7 separate regions of the Mus musculus genome follow, and all the other regions are linked to region 6. A link is a contact called in public HiCAR-type, HiChIP or PLAC-seq, Micro-C and promoter capture Hi-C data. All regions are on one chromosome and are shown on one strand. The core of a region is the stretch at or near the end of the contact, and the rest is flanking DNA. Distances in the headings are between cores, read along the strand shown.

What was found. Promoter capture Hi-C pulls out the DNA fragments that hold promoters and counts their contacts. Hi-C and Micro-C count contacts between places; a contact is called where the count stands out from the background. HiCAR-type assays count read pairs that join an accessible place to other places. HiChIP or PLAC-seq counts read pairs in DNA pulled down with a chosen protein or histone mark.
Region 1: an H3K4me3 HiChIP or PLAC-seq map of neural tube shows a contact between it and region 6, with 6 times the contacts expected there. The contact joins the enhancer-like site here to the promoter of Kctd15 in region 6. A contact is called at or near these places in 9 of 39 promoter capture datasets (the 3T3-L1 cell line, 3T3-L1-derived adipocytes, hippocampal neurons and 4 more), 1 of 15 datasets of contacts at CTCF or cohesin (embryonic stem cells), 6 of 115 datasets of contacts at active chromatin or transcription factors (craniofacial prominence, differentiating embryonic stem cells, embryonic forebrain and 3 more) and 1 of 9 other capture datasets (adipose tissue).
Region 2: a Micro-C map of embryonic stem cells shows a contact between it and region 6, with 2.1 times the contacts expected there. The contact joins the promoter of Rhpn2 here to the promoter of Kctd15 in region 6. A contact is called at or near these places in 3 of 39 promoter capture datasets (the 3T3-L1 cell line, hippocampal neurons and liver) and 1 of 484 Hi-C or Micro-C datasets (embryonic stem cells).
Region 3: a contact with region 6 is called in a promoter capture Hi-C map of liver, with 2.1 times the contacts expected there. The contact joins the promoter of Wtip here to the promoter of Kctd15 in region 6. A contact is called at or near these places in 1 of 39 promoter capture datasets (liver) and 2 of 484 Hi-C or Micro-C datasets (embryonic stem cells and uterus).
Region 4: a contact with region 6 is called in a HiCAR-type map of astrocytes, with 3 times the contacts expected there. The contact joins the promoter of Slc7a10 here to the promoter of Kctd15 in region 6. A contact is called at or near these places in 13 of 39 promoter capture datasets (the 3T3-L1 cell line, 3T3-L1-derived adipocytes, the C10 cell line and 9 more), 3 of 484 Hi-C or Micro-C datasets (CD4 T cells, CD8 T cells and bone marrow-derived macrophages), 12 of 115 datasets of contacts at active chromatin or transcription factors (astrocytes, bone marrow-derived dendritic cells, embryonic basal ganglia and 8 more) and 2 of 9 other capture datasets (adipose tissue and liver).
Region 5: a contact with region 6 is called in a promoter capture Hi-C map of liver, with 2.1 times the contacts expected there. The contact joins the enhancer-like site here to the promoter of Kctd15 in region 6. A contact is called at or near these places in 3 of 39 promoter capture datasets (the 3T3-L1 cell line, hippocampal neurons and liver).
Region 7: an H3K4me3 HiChIP or PLAC-seq map of embryonic forebrain shows a contact between it and region 6, with 2.9 times the contacts expected there. The contact joins the promoter of Lrp3 here to the promoter of Kctd15 in region 6. A contact is called at or near these places in 5 of 39 promoter capture datasets (the 3T3-L1 cell line, the C10 cell line, hippocampal neurons and 2 more), 2 of 115 datasets of contacts at active chromatin or transcription factors (embryonic forebrain and forebrain) and 1 of 9 other capture datasets (liver).

Annotation. Positions count from the first base shown.
Region 1 is chr7:35,268,169-35,271,090 of GRCm38.p6, reverse strand. The region is part of intron 1 of Wdr88 (WD repeat domain 88); the gene reads left to right. It also overlaps a transcript of Gpatch1 not described here. Among named protein-coding and RNA genes, the nearest start is that of Wdr88, 5.9 kb to the left of the region's middle. Within about 2 kb of position 1,585, at least 62 of the 459 cell types and tissues checked have an H3K27ac peak or open chromatin away from gene starts, as enhancers often do. A contact at or near this core is called in craniofacial prominence, differentiating embryonic stem cells, embryonic stem cells and 1 more, where this site is marked.
Region 2 is chr7:35,332,684-35,335,599 of GRCm38.p6, reverse strand. Rhpn2 (rhophilin, Rho GTPase binding protein 2) reads right to left here and starts at 1,363. Exons shown (of 15, transcript NM_027897.4): 1 at 1,189-1,363. The coding sequence starts at 1,257.
Region 3 is chr7:34,131,998-34,134,794 of GRCm38.p6, reverse strand. Wtip (WT1-interacting protein) reads left to right here and starts at 1,527. Exons shown (of 8, transcript NM_207212.2): 1 at 1,527-2,306. The coding sequence starts at 1,736.
Region 4 is chr7:35,184,793-35,187,756 of GRCm38.p6, reverse strand. Slc7a10 (solute carrier family 7 (cationic amino acid transporter, y+ system), member 10) reads right to left here and starts at 1,372. Exons shown (of 11, transcript NM_017394.4): 1 at 1,107-1,372. The coding sequence starts at 1,275. Gm38988 (a long non-coding RNA gene) reads left to right here and starts at 2,800. Exons shown (of 4, transcript XR_003946743.1): 1 at 2,800-2,964.
Region 5 is chr7:35,298,589-35,301,424 of GRCm38.p6, reverse strand. It overlaps Gpatch1 (G patch domain containing 1), which reads left to right. Exons shown (of 20, transcript NM_026181.1): 9 at 2,125-2,204. Among named protein-coding and RNA genes, the nearest start is that of Gpatch1, 18 kb to the left of the region's middle. Within about 2 kb of position 1,579, at least 24 of the 459 cell types and tissues checked have an H3K27ac peak or open chromatin away from gene starts, as enhancers often do. A contact at or near this core is called in liver, where this site is marked.
Region 6 is chr7:34,652,618-34,655,663 of GRCm38.p6, reverse strand. Kctd15 (potassium channel tetramerisation domain containing 15) reads left to right here and starts at 1,266. Exons shown (of 7, transcript NM_001360820.1): 1 at 1,266-1,417; 2 at 2,982-3,046.
Region 7 is chr7:35,214,061-35,217,135 of GRCm38.p6, reverse strand. Lrp3 (low density lipoprotein receptor-related protein 3) reads left to right here and starts at 1,791. Exons shown (of 8, transcript NM_001024707.2): 1 at 1,791-2,280. The coding sequence starts at 2,208.

The DNA of each region.
Region 1 (2,922 bases), core at 336-2,835, 620 kb before region 6:
GGCTAGATATGTAACTTCTTGATGATATCCTTTGCAGCACGATATTTTTAAACTGATTTAAATTGATTTGTTTTGGAGATAGGGTCTCACTCTGTATCCATGAATGACATGGAACTCTGTGTAAGAATCAGGCCGGTCTTGAACTCACAGAGATGCATCTGCCTCTGCCTCCTGAGTGTTGCAATTAAAGGGGTGCTCCTTGGGTCTGGAGAGTTGGATTAGCATTTAAGAGCTGGTGCCATTCTTCTTGAGGACCAAAGTTCAAATCCCAGCACCCATGCCAGGTGGTTCCCACTGCCTGTGAGTCCAGCCCCAGGAGACAGAAGCCTCTGGTCTGCACAGACACCCGTACTTATATGCGCACACCCCCTTAAATGTAATAGAAAGGAAATCTTTAAAGGTGGCTACTAGAATGCCCAGGAATTTTATTTTATTTTATTTTGGACATAGTTTATTTCCGTTTGTCTTTTCTTTTCATTCTTTTATTTTCCCCCCAAAGTCTAGACAGAAACCAGGGATTCCATTACACAGAAGAAAAATAGGAATAACAATTTGGAGAGAGAACCCTGTGTTCTCTGCTGTCGAGTGATGGTGGGTGAAAGAAGGGTCGATCGCCTCATCCCTTACATTCAAGGCCTTGGGGTGTGTCTAGCAAACAGAGAGGGTGTTCGGACTCTTCTAATTGTGACATAAACTTATAAGGCACACGCATATGCATTTCACTTGGCCTCAGTTGGGAGGAAATGTTGTTTCTGCCCATAGCGCTATAGGAAGCAAAAAGGGGCAACACTGGTGTGGCGCTGTAGTTGAGTAATCCTGGCAATGGCTGCTCAAGTCCTTTGCTAGCTGCCCCAGTTCAGTTCTCAAATGAAACGCACTCATCCTTTTATTTTATGTGCCTTTATCAGCTGAATGGAACACTCACAAACTTCCACATTGCCTCCCCTCCGATATTCCTGAATAATTACTTGCTAAAATCTATATCCATCTTTGTACCCTAGACCCAATCCCCCCACCCCCACCCCAACCCCAGGGCCGTTCATCTCTGGCCCTTACACGAGTGTATGCTTTCCCATTCTCAGCTCTTAAGCCTGGTCCTTCTGCTTCTCCTGCACAGCAGCAGTTCGGCCTCTTCCTCTGTGGCCCTCTTGCCCTAGGATCCTAAAGTCCCGCCTCTATCTCCCCGCCCAGCCATTGGCTGTCGGCAACTTTATTTGCCAATCAGAACCAGCTGGGGGTAGGGACCCTCTGGGTCGCCCATGCAGAATTCTCGTGCAATTTTGGGAACTCATACAGCACGTGCTAAACCAAATCCACAACACTGGTCACTTGGCTCCTCTCTCCAAACATGGAGTCTGTCTTTCGGGAAGGGAACAGTAACAGCAGCCTTGGCTCATCTGTGAAGATCAGTCACGGTTTACCCGTCCGTCCCGCCATCCCCGGGATGGAGAGTCACTACATACCGTTCATAGGAGATTTAGAGGCTTCCTTGGGAAGTGTTTCGAAGCTCTGTCTTTACAACTGGCGGAAGTGGGGTCCGGGCACTGGTTCCACCACGCCAGGGAGCTTGTTTGAAATGCAGAGGGCGCTATACTCTGCCGCAGACCTCTCTTGATCCTGGGCGATCACATAGATTCTTCTCCAAGTAGAAACAGTCACACTGATAAAGCAGGTTCAGAAAGTGAACTGCCTTCGCTGTCTCGCCCTGACTGTCCTTTTCCCTCCCTCGTGGCGACTTTCCATCTTCTTACTGTCGTTTCCCCTTTGCTGAGGACACAGGCACACATGATTTTAATTGTGATGGCATTTATCTATTCTTGCTGTTGTCTTTTGGTGTCAGATCTAAGAAACCACCAAGGGAAGAGAGGGGATATTTACACTTTTGCTTTCCTCCGAGTCTTAGAGTTTCAATACTCAACATTTAAGCGCTTTTTAAAAAATATAATTTTAAAAAAGATCTTATTTATTTTATGTATATGAGTACACTGTAGCTGTCTTCAGACACACCAGAAGAGGGCATTGGATCCCATTACAGATGGTTGTGAACCACCATGTGGTTCCTGGGAATTGAACTCGGGACTTCTGGAAGAGCAGTCAGAGCTCCTAACCATTGAGCCATCTCTCCAGCCCAACAGCTTTTGATCCATTTTGACTTTGTTTCTATATGTGGTAGAAGTCTGTTTGTTTTTTTGTGTGTAAATAACTAAATTTCCCAGAAAATGTGCTTCAAAAGCTTATTCTCTCATCTTTGTATGTGTATGTCATGTATACTAGCATTCCTGGAGTGGGGATGTGTGCGTGAATAATTTTTGGGGAGCAGGTTCTCTTTCCACCTCGTGGGTCCTGGTGATGGGGGTCAGACGCACACTGGCTTCATCTCTGGCCTCACTCCCTACCTTGGTGTTTCTTGTTTGTTTGTTTACAACACAAAGTTTCTCTGTGTAGCCCTGGTTTTCCTGGAACTTACTCTGTGAACCAACCAGGCTGGCCTTGAACTCACAGAGATCTGCCTGCCTCTGCCTCCCAAATGCTAAATGCTGGGATTAAAGGCTTGAGCCCCCACAGTACGACCTACCCGGGTGTTTTTATTTGTTTGGTTTTGAGACAAGGTCACTCGCTGGGACCTGGGGCTCACTAGCTCACCAGGTAGGTTGGGTTGGGTGGCCGGCCAGCCCCAGGGGTTCGCTGTCTACCTCTTCAGTGCAGGGGTTCATTACAGGCAGATACCACTGGCACTTGCTGTGGGTTAGGGGAAGTCTGGAATTTAGAGGACAATTTAAGTTGGGGCTCTCCTTTACGATGTGGGTCCTAGGGACTGAACTCAGGTCACTAGTCTTGGCAGTAAACACCTTCACCAGTTGAGCCATCTTACCCACCCCTTCCACAGATTGGTGAATTTTCTTCTTGAATTTTCACAAAGGC
Region 2 (2,916 bases), core at 114-2,613, 680 kb before region 6:
ATAATTAGAAGTTATAATCCTGTAATTCCATGATGACATCTTTCAACTTAAATATACTTTAAAACTTTTTTAAATGCCAAAAGGAACTTTAAAAATTGCCCACTGTCCCCACCTGTCTCCAGATTTCCCTCTTTTCTATTACTACTTCACGTGTGAGCAAAAGTTCTTTAAGATGCCAGAGTCCCGCGGGAGAAGGAAGCTGCCAAGCCCATTTACGAACAATTAAGAATTGATTGCTCTGTGGGAAGCAGTTTCACTTCCCTATTCATGACTGCTCGCTGCGCCTTCGATCGTATCAGTTAGAAAAATATCCACGACAATCTCTCAACCCACCAGGTGATCCTTGGCCAAAGTCCAAAAGCTATTTTTAGACTCTCTAGGGACCCAAGAGGAAGGTGAGGAGTCTGTCACAGTGATTCGCACCTCTAAAGTGCCTTTGAAAGCCAGCAGCTGTTGGGCAATCCCAGCACCGCTGTGGGCGCCTAATGGGGTCGCTTTTGAGGAACTGAGTTCCAGGGCGAAAGGCAGTCGCATTAATTGCCCAGGAGCGCCAAGACGTGCCAAGCGCGCAGAGTCCAGTCTCGCCCTCTCGGTCTCTCGGACAACCAAATACAGATAAATCCACTTTGGAAGAGTGAGACTCCGGTTCTCTGGCTCTCTTGGGCGAGGACAAACGAAGGGGCACGCCCGAGGTCCCCTTGCAGCATCCACTCTCCCTTACCAAGAAGTCGAAGGGGGCCAACGCTGAAAGCACTTGGGAGGCAAAAGAGCAAAACTCGCCCTCCAGATGCACCATGGCTAAGCGCTCGGGTGGAAACTGAGCTGCGGTATAAGTGCAGAGGGACCGACCGAGCTCGCCAGCGTGGCCAGGAGCTGGTCCTTTCCCCACCAGCGCGAGAAGCCTGGCAGGGCCATCCGGATCACCTCCCCAGGTTCCCACCTGCGTGTGGCTTGCCTGTGCACCTGCACGCCCCAGCCCGGCTGCCATCTGCTCGGGGCTCCAAGCCCCGCGCAATCAATCCCCTTTCGACCCCCCTTCTCCGCCCTTCGGCCCGCACCAACTCTGCGGGTCTCTCCCTTCTCCTTCCCCTCCCCCTCCAGTCCAAGCCGACCCCCGCCTCAAGCCCCTTCAGCACGCTCCGCAGTTTGCCAGGACAGAGAGAGAGGGTCTGTTGACTCGCCACTCACCTTTCGAAAGTAGTCGTCACCCTCTTTCTCCAGCGGCTGGGGAGCCGCGGGTAGCAGCGTATCGGTCATGCTGGCAGCGCGGGAGTCCAGGGTGAACTGAGGTGCAGTGGCTACTAAGGGCCCCAGGAGGCGCCGGGACCCGCCCCCGCTCCCGCCCCGACCAGCCAGCCGCCCTGCCGCCCCGCCCGAGCCCTAGAGCGCCAGATATCTGGAGCTCCGCCCCTCTTAGCAAGACCTGGACCTAGGCAGATCCCGAGCCTGGAACTCAGTTCTGCCACCTAGGCCCCGCCTTCAGCCTCCCAAGAGGCGAATCCCAAGCCCTACAGTTCCGCCCCCCGCATTTGCAGTCCTCCTGCATCCCAGAGTGAGCCCCACCCCTGATCTCTGGAGCCACGCCCCATCTCGCCTAGGCCCCGCCCCTCCACCATCCAGTCCTACCGGAGGCGGATACCTAACTCTGTAGCCTCGCCCCGCTCAACTAAGGCCCCGCCCACAACACGCACGGTCCTCCTCCAGCCCCGCCCGAGGCTGAAGCCAGAGCCCTGAAGCCCTGCCCTTGATTGTATAGACCGCGCCCCTGCCCCATGCAAGTGTTAAGTGCTGTCTGCCGCGAGTCTAGAATGGAGCTCTTGCTGAGCCTTCGATCTTAATCTGAGTGTTGTTCACAGCTCACTACCTTGTGAGCGTTAAGGTGGCGCAGCCAGCGGGATCGGGGTTTCAGCAAACGTAGCGAAACCCAAATTCGCCCTTTCTCTGGAGCCCTAGGAATAGTAAATGCAGAGAACTAAATACGTTTGCTTTCCCACTCAGGGACGCGGACATTCATGACCAGTTCATTCGCTGCTCGGAAGCTTTTAAAGGCTCTGGCCAGGAAGGACGGAAAGCTGTTTGCAGGAGAGGAGGCCTCCGAGCGCTTGGGTAGCAGAAGTCGTCGGGAGAGGGGGCCACCTACTGAGCAGGCTTTGTGCACAGGAATTCTGCAGGTGTCTTTAAGGATGCCAGAGTTCCCAAACTCGGTTTTCTCAGTTCTCAAGCCCAAGTGATTTTTTCTCTGGCTGGTCTCGTGTTATAGGTATCGATGTGGTTAGTACAGGAGTAGCAGGGGGTTCCTTAGGCTCGGGGTTCGCGGAACCTCCTACTGGAGAGTAGGTAAACTGGCGTCGGATATTGGTAGCACATCGGGCTACATCTGCAGGAGCCTAGAGCCCCCAGCCTGTAGACTCCTTCCTCACCGCCGCCACCACCACCAAAAAACACCTTTGTCTTCTGCCTTTGGAGGTCTGTGGGTCGCAGTGTAAACCTCAGATTCGGCTTTCAAAACTAACCAACCGTTTTCATGCTCTTTAAGAAGTGTTTTAGGGGCCAGGGGCGTTTAATTTCAGGACTCAGGAGGCAGAGACAAGCGGGTCTCAGAGCCAAGGCTACACAGAGAATCCTTGTCTCGAAAAACAAAAACAAACAACAAAAATGGTGTTAGTATGGCTGCAGAGGTGGCTCAGAGGATAAAAGTGCTTGCCGCTCAGCCTGACAACCTGAGTTCCATTCCCTGGAACCCATAGGGTAGAAGGTGCAAAAAAGAACTTCCACAGGTTCTCTGACCTCACACGTGCGCCATGGCACATGCATTCCCCCTCCAACCCCCCAGCAAACACACAAAATAAATAAATGTAAAAACATCGAAAGTAAATAAATATATATTTAGACGGTTCGAGAGGTTTAAAATAAGTT
Region 3 (2,797 bases), core at 278-2,777, 520 kb after region 6:
GGCATTAGGTATATGTATACAAGTGGTTTTTACCTTCTGGAGGCTTTTCACTGGCCCCCAACATTTTCACTTTTAAATGGCTGATAAATGTGATCAGTGAAATGGGATCACCGGTCAAATGGTTTCTCCTTTCTCATTGGACCATGAGGTGGCTCTCCTGACTGGACATTTGTTCCTCAAATACTTGCTTCCACACCTTGTGTGCATAAGGCAGAGCTGGAATTCCTTAGGTCCTAGGAGGTGCATGTGTGTGTGGGGAGGTTGGAGGGCGGGTTGGGGGGGATGGGCCAGACACTACAGTTTCCCTTCCATCTGGGAAGCAGGTGTCCCAGCTGGCTCTTTGCACAGTGAAGGCCAGGCTTCTGTGCATCTGGGTAGGTCAGTCTGCTGCCAACAAGCTCCCTTCCCCTGGTACTGGGGCATGTTACCATCCCCCTCTGAGAAAAGGGAGTCTGGAAGTGAAGGGCTTTCCTTTAAAACTGTTTTCCTGATTACTGGGACACAACACATGAGGTTTGGTTTTCTTTCCCATGACAGCTCTTGCAGGGTAAGACAGATTTTTGTTTGTTTGTGGGTTTGGGGTAAGATACAATATGGGAGTCTCACGTTCAGCCTGCTTCCTTCTACCAGGGTAACTAACACGGAGAAAAGGAAACAACTGGATTTTCCAAGGCCTAGTGGATACTGGTTCTAAATTGACAATAATTCTGAGAGTCCCCTCACATCGGAAAAAACAAACAAACAAACAAACAAACAAACAAAAAACCCTTAGACTCATTATGGCTCTCCAATTAAAGTAGGGATGCCAGTTGATAAACAGGCTTGTTTTGCTTGCTTGTACATCATGCACGACGTTCATGCCTAGCAGTGGAAGAGGTGGTCAGATTTCTTCGAACTGGAGTTAAGGAGAGTTGTGAACCATCGTGTGGATGCTGAGAACTGAATTTGGGTCCCCTGCAAGAGCAACAAACTCTCCTAACCTCTGAGCCATGGCTCCAGCCTAAAAGAATTTTGGTGGAAGTCACACTTACAATGGGTCCCGGAACTCATCCCGTGATTCTTTTCTAAGTCCCAGAATGTGTAATTGGGACGGTTATACCTAGACTTTGCTAGAATCCTTACACTGTGTTTTGAAACTGCCAGAATTCCCACGTTGGTGTCACATCCATGTGGCACAAAGCAGGCAGCATCAGGCTGTGTTCCTTTAGCAGAGGGCCAGGGAGGAATATGGGGAGGGAGGATGTGGGCTCGGGGCTCAGCCTGGGGGTGGGGGGGGAATCTGGAATGTGCCCTGAGGCCTCGGGGTGGACCAGAGCCTGGGCCACCGCTGTCCCGCCCGCGTCCTCGCGAAGTCTGCGCACCCCTCGGCCGGGCCGTCGCCGCCCCCCCCCACATTCCAGAGGCCGCTGCGCAGTCTCCTTCCTCACATTCCTGACGGGGCAAAGGAGTCCCTCCGTCCCCCCGCCCCCTGCGCGCGGTCTCGAAGCGGAGGGGGCGCGGCCCCGAGCTGCGCGCGCATTCCTCCGCCGCGCGCCTCCGTTCCTCCCTCCCTCCCCGCCACGGCCCCGCGCGAGAGTGCGGCCCACGCCGAGCGACCGCGACCCGGGCCCCGCCCCGCCCCGCGCCCAGGGGTCCCGGGGCGGGCTGCGGGCCGGCGGACGATGCGGCGGCGCTGCCGGAGCGGCGGCGGCGGGCGGCGGAGGCGGAGGTGACGCGCCGCGGCGGGCCGACGGCCATGCAGCGCTCGCGGACGGCCGCGGACGACGCGGCTCTGCTCCTGGCCGGGCTGGGCCTGCGCGAGTCGGAGCCGACCGCCGGCTCCCCAGGGCGCGTGCGGCGCGGGCCGAGGGCCGTGGACGAGGCGGCGCCAGCGTCGGGCCGCCGAGGCAAGGGTGGCTGCGGCGGCCCCGAGGCCGCGCCCGACGTCCCGAGCCGCCCCGAGCGAGGCCCGCGCGCCAGCCTCGCGGGCTCGGACGGCGGCAGCGCGCGCTCGAGCGGTATCAGCCTGGGCTATGACCAGCGCCACGGCCCCGGCCCCGGGCCGCCGTCGGGGGGCAGCGCGCGCTCCAGCGTGTCCAGCCTGGGTTCCCGTGGCTCAGCGGGCGCCTGTGCAGACCTGCTGCCGCCCGGCGTCGGCCCGGCGCCCGCCCGCTCTCCGGAGCCTGCCCAGTTCCCCTTCCCGTTGCCGTCGCTGCCGCTGCCCCCGGGCCGGGAGGGCGGCCCGAGTGCGGCCGAGCGGCGGCTGGAGGCGCTCACGCGGGAACTGGAGCGCGCGCTCGAGGCGCGCACGGCGCGAGACTACTTTGGTGAGCGTGCGCGGGCCAGGGTCTGGGTCGGGGGTCCCGGGGTTCTGGTAAGGGCTGTTCTCCAGCCACGGATGCGGAGATGCCCGGCGCTTCCTGACTTGAGGCGGGGGTGGGGTGGGGGTGGGTGAGGGGTGGGATCCAGACAAAATCAGGCTGATTGACAGCCTAACCTGTTTTCTGGACACTTAAAAAAATGATTATTTACTTAGAGACAAGGTTTCACTCTGTAGCTTAGACTGGCCTGTCTTCCTGCCCCCGACTCTGAAGTTCTAGGAGTAGAGACATATGGACTCTGCAAAAGATTCAGTTAGGTGTATATTGAAAGTACCTCGGGAGGTCAGAAGGTGTCAGATTCCTGGAACTGGAGTCTGGTTGTGAGCAGTATTGGGAACTGAGTCTTCTCCGTTGAGAAGTTGAGTCTTCTGCAAGAGCACCAAGCTCTTACTGCTGACCCATTCTTAAGCTCCTTTGCTGGGCATTCTTCTTCATCC
Region 4 (2,964 bases), core at 123-2,622, 530 kb before region 6:
AGGTGGTGGAATTCTCTGGAGCTGGGTTCAGGGGTGACTCTGGGTAGGAGTGCAGGGGATACCCAAGAGACACTACATCTCTCCAGCTGGAGTTTCTCATGGAAGGGCACAGAGCAGAAGGTAAAGATCACACACACACACACACACACACACACACACTTCAGCCTTTCTCTATCTCCAGGGGTCAAAGGGCAGAAAGAGAGCTATTTGGCTGCATCCCTACTGTGTGCCACTTCCTACTGGCTGGGAAAGGGGACAATCAAGACCCCAATTACTGCTCTTTTAGACCCCCAACTCCTGGGCACAGGGAATCAGAAAAGGCCCCGCCCAAGAGGTCTAGTCCAGTTCTCCTTCAGGAGTCAAGGGACAGACAGAGGTGGGGTTGCTGCCCAACCCTGTCCCCGGGGCATTCTACCTATGCAAAAAGCACCATCTGTAGGAAGAGCGAGAGGGGCCAGGCCATGAGAGCACCCATTCAGATGCCACCAGATCACGAGAGTGCTCACTTGGATCCCAGGGCTGAGTGGGTGCTCTCCTGGAGGCTTGGTCTGCTCCTGGCTACTTCGCTACCTCTCCTCGGATTCTGTGGCCACCTCTGCCAGGAAGGTCAGCTTCGTGGCCTTTAACCCTTGCTTTAGACTCTACCCGGCCATTTACCTTCCTGCTTTCCAAGAACAGATGGCTTCACTTCCCTGGCACTTGAATCTGGCACACAGTAGGGATGCACACAGGCTGCCCTGCAGCCCAGAACTTGCCACTCAAGCCAGGCCTAGCAATTATTTCCGTTTCCTAGGTGGGAACAGGGGACTTGCCTTGGTAAAGCCCCTCAGCTGAGTGAAGGCCAGGGGAGGGTTGCAGCAAGGAAAGCCCCCACCCGAACCCCCACCCCCTTCCAGGCGCAAATTTTCAGAGAGGTTGGGGAGGTGAGGGCAAGAAGTTTTGTGACTGGTTTGCCAGGTTCTGTTCCGAATGGGGTCAAGTGTATTCTCCAGCTATGGCAGCAGGTGCTCGAAGGGTTCCTTTGCCCCTGTGGTCTTATGGTCTTCGTGAGGGAGGAACATAAAGGGGTTCCCCCAGTACTTCCACGCTATGTACGCCCTACTCACCGATGATGATGGTGCAAGCGCTCACCAGCCCGATCTCTTTCTTGAGTGCCACCCGCTCCGAGGCGCCCGGGCCGGGACCAGGGCCCGGGGAAGGCGAGGGCGCAGGGCCGGGGTTCCCGTGCCCGCCTGGCTGTTGTATGTGGCTTGCCATGTCGCTGTCCCGCCTCATCCCAGTTCCCTGCGCTACCCCGTCTGTCCGGCCCGCAGCCAGTCCTCCGTCGGTCGGTTCGTCTGTCGGTGCGCTCGCGGCCCTCGCAGCCCGGGACAGCGCCCACAGGCGGGCGCATGCGCTGGCACGGGGCCCGGGCCCCCGGGGGCCCCCGGGCGGCTGGATCCAGGGAGGGACGGAAGGAGGGACGGCCGGCAGCCCCCTCCCCCACCGCCCTTAAAGGGAACTCCCCCTTCCCCCCCACCCCCAACCCTAGTCAGGGGAGACAGGAGGGGACTGGGATCAGACTTAGAAAGGACTTCCTAGTTGAGTGAACGAAGGGGCTACACCCAGACTTGGGTGAGGTGGGGGAGAAGAGCTCAAAGACCAGGCTGTCCCTGCGCTCAAGGAGTGTGAGCAAGACGTGCTGGGGTAGGCGGTGCTGCATGCCCCAGCCTGTACTTTCTAAATCCCTCAAGCCCCATTTGTGAAGGGTGGGCATTGCACAGGTTGAAAACCACCGCCTAGCGGCAATTAGCCTGACAGTGGCACGGTCTCCATGAAGACTTTTTGATAGCTCCCTGGCCTCTAGGCGGTCCTGACTGAGTCATTTGGGATGAATGGAGACTGTCCTTAAAACAATTCTGAAGGCAAAAGGCTTGAGAAGAGTTGAAGATAAGGAGACCCCAGTGGGGCCCCGGGCATCCTGGGAGTTTGGGACAGTCCCCATCACCATCAAATCTATCCCTGCCTCAGCATCCCCTAATTCCTCTTCGGGTCCAGCCTTAGGTCCCCACCGCAGACTCCTCTACACAGGTCAGTCAGGGCACAGTGGACTGGGACTTTGGCCCAGGCCGTCTAGCATGGCTCAAGGTGACCAGACCGCTGGAAGTGCCAGAGAGACGGGAAGAGAACAATTGTGGTAGCAAGGAGGTATCGGGCCCAGGATCCTGGGAAGCCTGCCTCCTCCCGGAAGCCATTGGGCGGTGCAGCCCAGATCGCGGGGCAAATTCATGCGCGGGTGGTGCGAGGGAGCAGGGCCGCGTCGGGGCCACCGGGGCGGCGGGCGGAGCGAGGCTGGCACGGTGTGGCCGACGGCGGAACAGCTTTTGTGTGTTGCTGGCGATAGCTGCGTCGCGCCGTCCCCTGCATGAGGATGAGGCCACTCGGGGCCACCGGTCCTTCCCCCGATCGCGGCCTCAGAGTTTGCTGGGGAAGGGCAGGGAGGACCCGAGATGGGACGAGTTCAGGAGCCCAAGAGCCTGGGCTGGGGGCGGAGCACGGAGGTGGGGTCTTGGCCAGGGCCTGGTACTTCGAAATTGGGGCGGGGACTTGATAAATAGAAGAGGGAGGACTCTGGGGGGACCAGGAGGGGGAAGCCACTCGGCAGAGCTTCATCCTTCGCACTCCCGACGAAGCCCAACATTCTTGGCGACCTCTGCCTCCCGCCCCAGAGACGATAAGCTGAACGTGGCAAGACTCTCTTAAAGGAACCTCGTGCGGTGCTGGGTCAGGCTGGGGTGGGCTGGGATAGGGGAGAGCGGTCCTGATACCCAGGACACTCATGAGTGTTGCAGGTAGTAAGGACCTGAGAGGCTTGACTTTCTGATTTGACTAGCGACTCCGTTGTCTTTGCAATGCCAAGGTCGCCTGGGTTAGGGTCCAGCCAGAAGGATTTCCCCTGAGGCTCTTTGTCAAGGGGCAGAGGGT
Region 5 (2,836 bases), core at 330-2,829, 650 kb before region 6:
GGTTTGGTTCCCAGAACCCACATGGTGGCTCACAACCATCTGTAACTTCAGTTGCAGGGCATCTCCTGCCCCCTCTGGCCTTTATAGGCCTCAGGCATACACATGGTACATATACATACATTTAGGCAAAATACCTATAAACATCAAACAAAAAAAGAGATAACCAAAAAATATGCAGGGTAAGAAACAATATAAACTGATATAATGGCTTGTTCTTATAATTCTAGCACTTGGACAGCTGAGGCAGGAGGACTGCTGTGAGTTTGAGGCCTGCCTTGCAGTGTATAGGACATAAGGAAGAAATAGGGTTTGAGGCAGAAGTGAAGATGGGATGTACTAGGGAGCTGGAGAGGCTTGGGGCCAGGAGGGGAGTGACTGTGGCCTGGTGCCATGCTGTGGTCAGACAGCAGTGGGGGCTCAGAGTTCAGGGAACTGGAAGATTGAGCCAATTTAAACAGCAGGCTAGAAGACCAGGTTTGGGGACAGGTGACAGTGCCAACAGCCTGTAGCACAACAGAACTCAGCTAACCTGCCTCCTACCCCTGAGGCCTCAATAGGCTCTTGTGTGCAATCAAACATGGTTGTTCACCTAACCTTTTTTCTTTTTTTGGAGTTAAGGTTTAACTGTAGAGCCCAGGCTAGTCTCAAAGTTGTGCTTTGTCTGCCTCTACCTCCCAGGTACTAGAATTACAGATGTGATTATTATAAATATTGGTGTCTTTCAACATAACTTAAATCTCCAGATAGACTCTGTGGTGACTCAGGTCCTTTGGTTAAACTGCTATTGCAGTCTTGATTTCTAGAAATGGTGCAGGGGACTACCGGGTGGAGAATCGGGACTGTCTAATACAGTCAGTCAGCACAGTGCCCTAGCTTCTGTCACAGTACCCCCAATGCCCAAACCATATACAATTTCACATGTAATAAATTAGAAATGTTATTGTATATGTTATATACCTAATGTATCGATACCGTTGACAATATGTTGCATGATAATTATATAATAATATAAAGTACTAATTACTATGAGCATACTGTAGACACTAATGGAAGGATGAAATTAATAATAGTTATCTTAATTATATCAGTAACCAATATTTAAGTTAGCTAAATTATTAACATCTTACAGTAGTTAGTAGTTTACATATACTCTAGTCTGCTTTCTTTCTGAGACAAATCTTTCTCCTTTCCTGAGAATAGTGCCTCTGCTCTGTTGATGAGTTTGGGATATTTTTGTCTCTTTTTTAATTTGCACACACTCACTGCACATATTTTCTTCTGACTGAGTGAACATGTCATTTCACCAATCTCTGCAACTGACTTTTAGATTTTTTTTTTTCCTTCCAGCAGTTACTGAGGCTGGAATGAATCTTCTGTGTACCCACTCTGTAGAAAGTCCTCCTGCGAATCGAAGGGCCTCTGTCACAGGCTTGCGTCTGCAGTCAGAGAACCATCCCCTGTTCAAGTCAGAGGCGTTGGTCACCCAGTTTCCTTAGTTTGTGGGCTTATCTATCTACTGTTAATGTTTTTGTTTGCCATAACAGTTTGTCCCCGTGAGTTCACAGCTGACCTGGTTGTGTTGCCTAGGAGCCTTATTTGGGCTGTTGCTAAGGAAACTGGGACACAGCCACCCTGGGGCACTGCGCAAGAACTGACCCTTGCAGTTGGGATCTTTCTTTTGACACTCTAGCTGGCTTTTCTTGAGAACTTTCACTCCAAATAATAGCCACCGAGGGTGCTTTGGCGGGGAGGGAGAGGACAGCTTTATGGGGCCATTTTAGATCAAGTTTTTAGATGTTTCTAGTCAGAGTCCTGACGAGGTGACACATCATGGCGGTGGTCTGTGTAGAAGCTGTTTTGCTGAGGTCCTTGCTTGGAAGACAGTGTTGGGTGCTTGTCTCGGGAGGCCAAGGCAGCTGTCTGGGCGGCCGGGCAGTGGAGGGCAGTTTGGGCTGAGCCTCACTGTGTCAACAAAGGGGTGAGAGTTTGAATGCCACTCGGTCCCCAAATGCTCCTTCCCAGTGACCTTACCCAGGGCGCTGTTTATGCTCTGGAAAATAAGAAGCCTCTTGCCTCCCTTAATCACCTCAGCTTCTGGAATTAATCAGTGATGTCATTTTGTAGAACCCGAGAGAGATCTTCGATATGTTGGCAAAATTTTGGAAGGATTTTCCTTGGCTTCTAAACCTTTATCTTCAAAGAAAGTAAGAAAACCTTTCCATTAAAATTATATTGCTTGTTTGGTGCTTATAGTGTTTATTTTAATATTTATATGTTCTTTAATATTTATAATATCATTAACTAATCTGGTATTTCTCTATGAATACTCTTTTTTTTTTTTTAGAAGAAAACTGGGTGTTATAGGACAGGCCCCTTGGTCTTGCAAACTTTATATGACCCAGTACAGGGGAATGCCAGGGCCAAGAAGCGGGAGTGGGTGGGTAGGGGAGCAGGGGAGGGGGGCGGTATAGGGGACTTTGGGGATAGCATTTGAAATGTAAATGAAGAAAATATCTAATAAAAAATAATAAAAAAAAAAAGAAGTAAGTTGGCAGGCTGGAGAGATGACTCAGCAGTTAAAAGCACTGACTGCTCTTCCAGAGGTCCTGAGTTCAATTCCCAGCAACCACGTGGTGGCTCACAACCATCTATAATGGGATCTGATGCCCTCTTCTGGTGTGTCTGACAGCTACAGCATACTCACATACACAAAATAAATAATTCTTTAAAAAAAAAAAAAAAAAAAGTCGGGGCAGGAGCTGGAGAGATGGCTCAGTGGTTAAGAGCACTAACTGCTTAATATTGAGGAGTGGTTTGGATCCCAGTACAGAAATAC
Region 6 (3,046 bases), core at 17-2,516:
GAGTCCCGGGAACCAGGCGGGGGCGCAGTCTGGGCAAAGCGCACCGGCCGCGATCCGTTTCCTAGGAGCCGAGAAATGGTCGAGGAGGAGGGACGGGCGGGGCGCAAGGGAAGGAGGAGGAGGAGGAAGGGGCAGCGGGGGAGCAGCTAGGGGCATTCTGGGTGCAGGCCTCCGCGCCGCAGGGACCTTTGGCCGCCGCCGTCTCCATCGCGCCGCGCTCGTCCAGGAAATGGCGCGAGTGGCCGCAGGCGACGGGCCGGGTGCCCCGCGCTCCCCTCCCCCGCGGTGGCCACCGCGTGTCCGCAGACGTCACGGCCGGCGCTGCTCCCCGGGAGAGGGGCAGCCGGGGCCGAGACCCGGGGAGAGAGGGAGGGAGAGAGGGAGGTAAGCCGCCTGGCAGCCCAGTTTCTCTCCCCTCCCCACACCAAGTCCCGCCCTCAGCCCCGGGGCGCCGCGGCGGCGGCTGCTTCTCTCCTCTTTGTAACCGAGGAGTCGAGAAATGTGAGAAACGTGCCCTGTGTTACTTATTTGGGAGTCGAAAATTTATGCCCAGCTGAAAGCGCCCGGGGAAATATTACATCAGATGAAATGACAATGATTAAAATCAGCCTCTCCCCCGCCCCCTCCTCGAGCCCGGAGGAGGCCCGGGCGCCGCGTGGCCGGACGGCGGGGGGCTGGGGCGCAGAGGGCGCGGGGCTCGGGCGCAGCGCTCCCGGAAGGGTACTGGTCCAGCCCCCTGGCACCCAGGCACGGGGCTCCGGGACCCACGGGTGGGGATCGCGAGGTGGGAAGGAAGTGGTGGCGGTGGGGAACGGTGCATTTTTTTTTTGTCGCGGAGCGCGGCAGGCGCGGGCGCGCGGAGCTAATTGCGACTCTAATCCTCTGCCCCGAGGCGCAGCCGAGCCCCGAGCCAGGAGTCGCCCGCGCGCGCCCGCTCGCGCTCGCCGCGCCGGGGTAATTTGGAACCGGATCGCTGCCCTTTGCAATCCGGGCTGGGCCGCGGCGAGGCGCACAGGCTACCGGCTGGTTTTGGGGGGCTATTTTCTCCCCTCCAGCCATCGGGGGAGGCCGCTGGAGAGAGAGGGAGGAGAAGAGGTGGGAGCGGCGGGAGGGCAGCCGGAGAGCTGCGCGAAAAGGAGGCGGCGGCGGCCGCGGCGAAGAGGGAGGAGGCGAGGGGAGGGCGGGGAGGGGAGGCCCCGGCGCGGCGCGCCGCGAGGGGCCGCGCGGAGCGGGGGCCGGGGCGGGAGGGGTGGGTGGGGGGAGGGTTGGGGGCGAGAGAGAAAGTAACTCCAGGACGAGACCGGAGCGACCCGCGCGCATCGAGCGCTAGGCGACGGGGCTGCGCCGGGCGCCCGACACCGGCGGCTGCGGGGGGCGGGGGCTGCGCCGGTGCCCGATCCACTGCTCCGGCTCCGAGGTAAGCCCAGCACGGGCGGCCACCGCTCAGTGCCGCACACCCCTGGTTCCCAAAGTGGCTGCAATTCCGAGAAAGTCACTCGGCCCCGGGCCGGGACCTAGGCTGGGGGCGGGGGGGCGGCTGCTTTGTCCCTCTGCTGAGCGCAGGGGCTGGCGGCGTGGGGGCGCCCAGCACAAAGGCCTGGCGCGCACGGGGCGGGGGGGTGCCCACGTGGGCTGGTCCTAGCCGCGGGTGGACCCTCCCCACTCGGCCGGGCTCTGATCATCCTGCTGTGCGGAATATGCGTCCAGGTCCTCCGCACTCTGGTTCCAGTATGGGCTCGAGTGCCCTGCAGAGCTGATGACTTTCCTGAGTCTGAAACCGGCTCCATGCAGCTGGGCTTTCGGGGCTCACAGGACCGGGTTGGCGCCCAATTTATAGAAAAGAAAAAAGTCTCTAACGGGACAGATGTGCGTTCTCTGACGCCCACCCTACGAGTCTCATGCTAGACGCACTGGTGGTGGTTCCAAGCTCAGGAAGGATGTGGGGCGGGGAACGCGCCGCCCCAAGACCGGACCGCGGTCTCTAGATTTCCACTGCCCACACGCACCCCCTCATCTGGATGCGAACACCCTCATTCTCCCACTCTCGCGTCACAGTAGCACCTCTCTACCCTCCCTCGAGAAGCCCCCGACTGTAGAAAGATAAACCTTCAAGTTTTCACTCCGTGTCTCAAATGTGCATGAAGGAATTTAACTGCGCGAGTGAATAACAGCATTAGTTTCAATTAATTTTTTTTAAATCCCGGCAACAATAAACTTTGAGAACAAAAGCGCTTTTACGTCCTTAATTAGGCGAGCTTCCCATCTGTGGTCTTGAAGTGTCTGCCTCTTGATTTAACTTTGTCTCCGCCCCCCACCGCACTCCCACCCCTTCTTCGCTGGGCCCTTCGGGTACCTTGGCCACCCCGCCCGCGGGGCCGGAGGTTCGGCCCAGCGGATCCTGTAGCCCCGAAGTTCACACCGGCCGGCTGGCTTTGCGGCCCCGCTGGCGCGCACCAGGTGGCCCGCTGCGTCCCTCCCGTTCCACCCCTGGACAGTCCTGCAGGCCCCTGGCACTGCTGCCTCGGGCAAGCGCCCTGGGCGTAAGAGCTGAAGGGAACTGGAGAGGCGCCTTCTGTTTACCTTTTATGGTTAAGATAACAGCTTAGCAAAAGAAGCGACTTCACGAAGAAGCGATTTAGTGAAATCGTCTCAAGCTGCCGCAGCTCAGCCAGTTTAATCACCCCCAGAGAGCTGAACAACTGCGAGCACAATGGGACACAAAATCATTTTGTGTGTAAATGAGCGTGGCATTCTGCTCACTTCCCTCTGCTCGGGCGGGCGGGGCTCGGCTGCGGGTGGGCGCGGGACCGGGGTCTCCCACCACAGCTTGGAGAAGCGGGTCAATGCTGGGCCAGTTTGCAAACCCGCTGAGGTCCCTGCAACAGGCGGCTTGGCCAAGCCTCAGCCGCGTCTGGGTCCTGGTGTTTGGTGCAGGGAACTTGTGTCTCTTATCAATTGCACGTCTATGTTTGTGATCTCAGCAGTGTTCTGGGAAGAAGGGTCGTGGTCCACCACAGATGCGTTTGGCAGAGGGAGCAGTGGAGAT
Region 7 (3,075 bases), core at 542-3,041, 560 kb before region 6:
CTCTCAGGATTCATCCACGTGTCATCATACATCAGAATGTCCATCTTCCTAGACTGAGTATATTCCATTGCCCAGGCCAGTGTGCCACATCACAGCTGCTCATTAATCTGCCAAAGGATGCTTTGATTGCTTCAATGTTTTATCAATAATGGTGAATGGTGTATAGGAACCCCTGCTTTAAACTCCAAATATGTACCCAGAAATGGAATTCTTGGCTTAGATAATATGTATGTATATGTATATATGTGTGTATACATGTGTTATATATGGATATAGATGTATACATATACACACATGTGTATATGTGTGTGTATGTATATGTAGCTGGCACACACACACACACACAGAAAGAGAGAGAGAGAGAGAGAGAGAGAGAGAGAGAGAGAGAGAGAATCCATGCCATTCTGCTTGTTTCTTTCTTCCTTTCTTTCTGGGGTCATGGTGGTACAGGTCTGGTCATAAACTCAAAAATTCCTCTTCTGGATTATGGGCTATTTGCAATTGCAATGTTATGTGTGATGCTTGCATGTGCCACCAAGTATTTTGCTTGCATGTGTCTATGTGAGCTATACATGTGCCTGGTGCCCGAGGAGGCCCGAAAAGGCTGTCAGACACCCTGGAATCGGAAGTGTAAACCAACGTGGGTGCAGGAACCGAACTCAGGTCCCCTGGAAGATCAGCAAGAACTTTTAACCACTAAGCTACCTGTCCAACCGCCGCCCCCTCATTACCCGATTTTAAAAACCCTTTAATACTTACTGGGAAAATCTACTCTGGCATAATCACAAAAGGCTTAGAAGGAGAACAAGAAAGCACAGAAAGACTCAGAGTTCCCCCAAAGAAACACTTTTGGTTCCTGTACAGTGAAAATGAAGTTAACGAATTCCTGTGTCCACAGCTTTCACTAATGGACCGTTGTTTCCCTCAGCCTTCATAATCTTAATGAGTGGCAGTGCTTGTGAGGGCACGCACAAAAGCTAAAGACCATGGGTGTGTGTGTGGAAGGTGAGGCTCACCCCAGCTTGCGGAGCCTCCTTGCTCGGGGGTATTTGGGGACCTCTGATTTAGCATCAGTTTTAAAGAACAGCTGACCTCAATTGACCCCAACTCCTCAATTCCTCTTCCAAGTTCATTCTGGTTTTTGCCTCTCCTGGATTCAAACCCTTGGTTGACAGGTTGTCTCCAGACTACAACCACACGCTTAAAAAGCATACATCATCGCGGTTCCCTAGAGGATGAGGGGGTAACTGAGCTGGTCAGGGGCACAACTGGGTGTCCAAAGTCCTCTCAGGGTTCTCATCAATGTCTCCACACAGGCCTCACTTTTTACAAGGGAGCCACTTTAGAGACAGGATGAGGTAAATGAGAAGGACAGAGGGCCAGCAGGAGGAGAGAATTCCCAAAGCAAATCAGCCAGGAACGCATTGCATTAGGAAGAAGTCAGGTCCCAACCTTGGGCCTCGACTCATTGTCTTGGCCCCCATCAGCCCTTTCCACGCCATCCCACCTCAGTCTCCCTCTCTTCCCCAGCACAGTCGCCTGGCTTCGGGAAAGAGACCAGATCTTGGGATCAAAGGGCGAAGGCGAGCGCTTCCCCGGACCATAGGCGCAATGCCAGCCCTAATCGCTGAGCCAAGGTTCAGAGCTAGCGGGTTCCGGTCGGAGCCGCGTGCGTGGAGCTGTCCAGCACCCCGAGGCGGGGCGTGCGCCCCCCGGCCCGCCCCAGCCTCCTCCGCCCGCCCTGTCAGCGCCACTGCGGCTCGGCGGGCGCGTCACGTGGCTAGCGCGGCGCGGCCTCCCGGCTCCGGGCTTAGGCGAGGGGCCGGCCGGGAGGACGGACGGACCGAGCGACGCACCCTCGTAGGCACCGTGCGGCGCAGCGCGGGCGGCCCGGGGACCGACGGGCAGGGCGCGCCGGGGCATGGGCGCGCCGGAGGTCTCGGTGCGCAGGCCGGGCTGGGCGCGCCGGCCGGGGCTCCGGGACAGCGGCGGGCGAGGGTCTTCCCTGGCGACCGCCGCTGAGCCCCCGCGGGGCCCGTGACGCCGCGGCCGATGTGGCCCCGCGCGTTGCGGGCCTGCACCGCCGCCGCACAAAGACGCCGCCGCAGCCGCCGCCCGCACCCGGGCCGCAGCCGCCGCGCCAGCCCTAGCCCCAGGCGGAGCCCCGGCCGCAGGGCAGCAGGCGTCCGCGCGCGGCCCGCCCCGGCATGGAGAAGCGCGCGGCCGCGGGGCCGGAGGGGGCGCCGGGCGCCAGGGCGCCGCTCGCAGTCGTCTGCCTGGGTGAGTGGGCCGCGAGGGGCCGGGCGGGATGGGAGGGCTTGGAGCCTGCACTGCGATGGCTTCCGCGCCCAGGCACCCTTGGGCTGCCGAGGAGGGAGCCTCCCACCACAGCAGAACCCCAGGCCCGGAGCTGGGGGACGAGAACGCTGGCCTTGGGTTCCTGGGAGAGGCTGGGGTCTTCCTGATGCTTTCCAGCCCGGCCTGCCTGAGTGGTGCTCTGGCTTCCAGAGCTGTGGACAAAGGCCTGGACTACTGCTCCCTAAAGAAGGAACCCTTTCCTGCCTGGAGTCCTGGACAGGCCTGGGAGCTAGCCAAAAGATGGGGACTCAGCATGGGGGCTTGTGGCGGGGGGGAGGGAGGCAGATGTGAGAACTCATTTTCCCATTGTGTCTTCCCAGACCCAGATGGTCATAGGTCGGTTCATCCCTGATGGGGGTTGGGGGGGGGGGTCTGAGTCTGTTCCGGGGAGGGCCAAGAACCCGCCAGGACTGGAACCTAGGTTAGAAGGCTCCTTCCCTGACCAGGAAAAATTTCTGTCCACTTTCCCAGAGCCCATTGCAGGAGAGGGGAAGGAAGGAGTTAAATCCCCAACCCACATGGTTCTTTATTTACCTTGATGAAGGAGGGAGGCCCTTAGAAGAGCTGGGTCATTAGGGGACACCCAGTGATATCACTGTTGAGGGCCTAGGAATGTGACAGGCTCCCTAAAACCACTGAAGTGACAAAGTTGTGAGGGGTGTGGGGCAGCTCTTTCTTTTTAAACTGTAACTCTCATCTGGCCTCCAGGAATAGAGA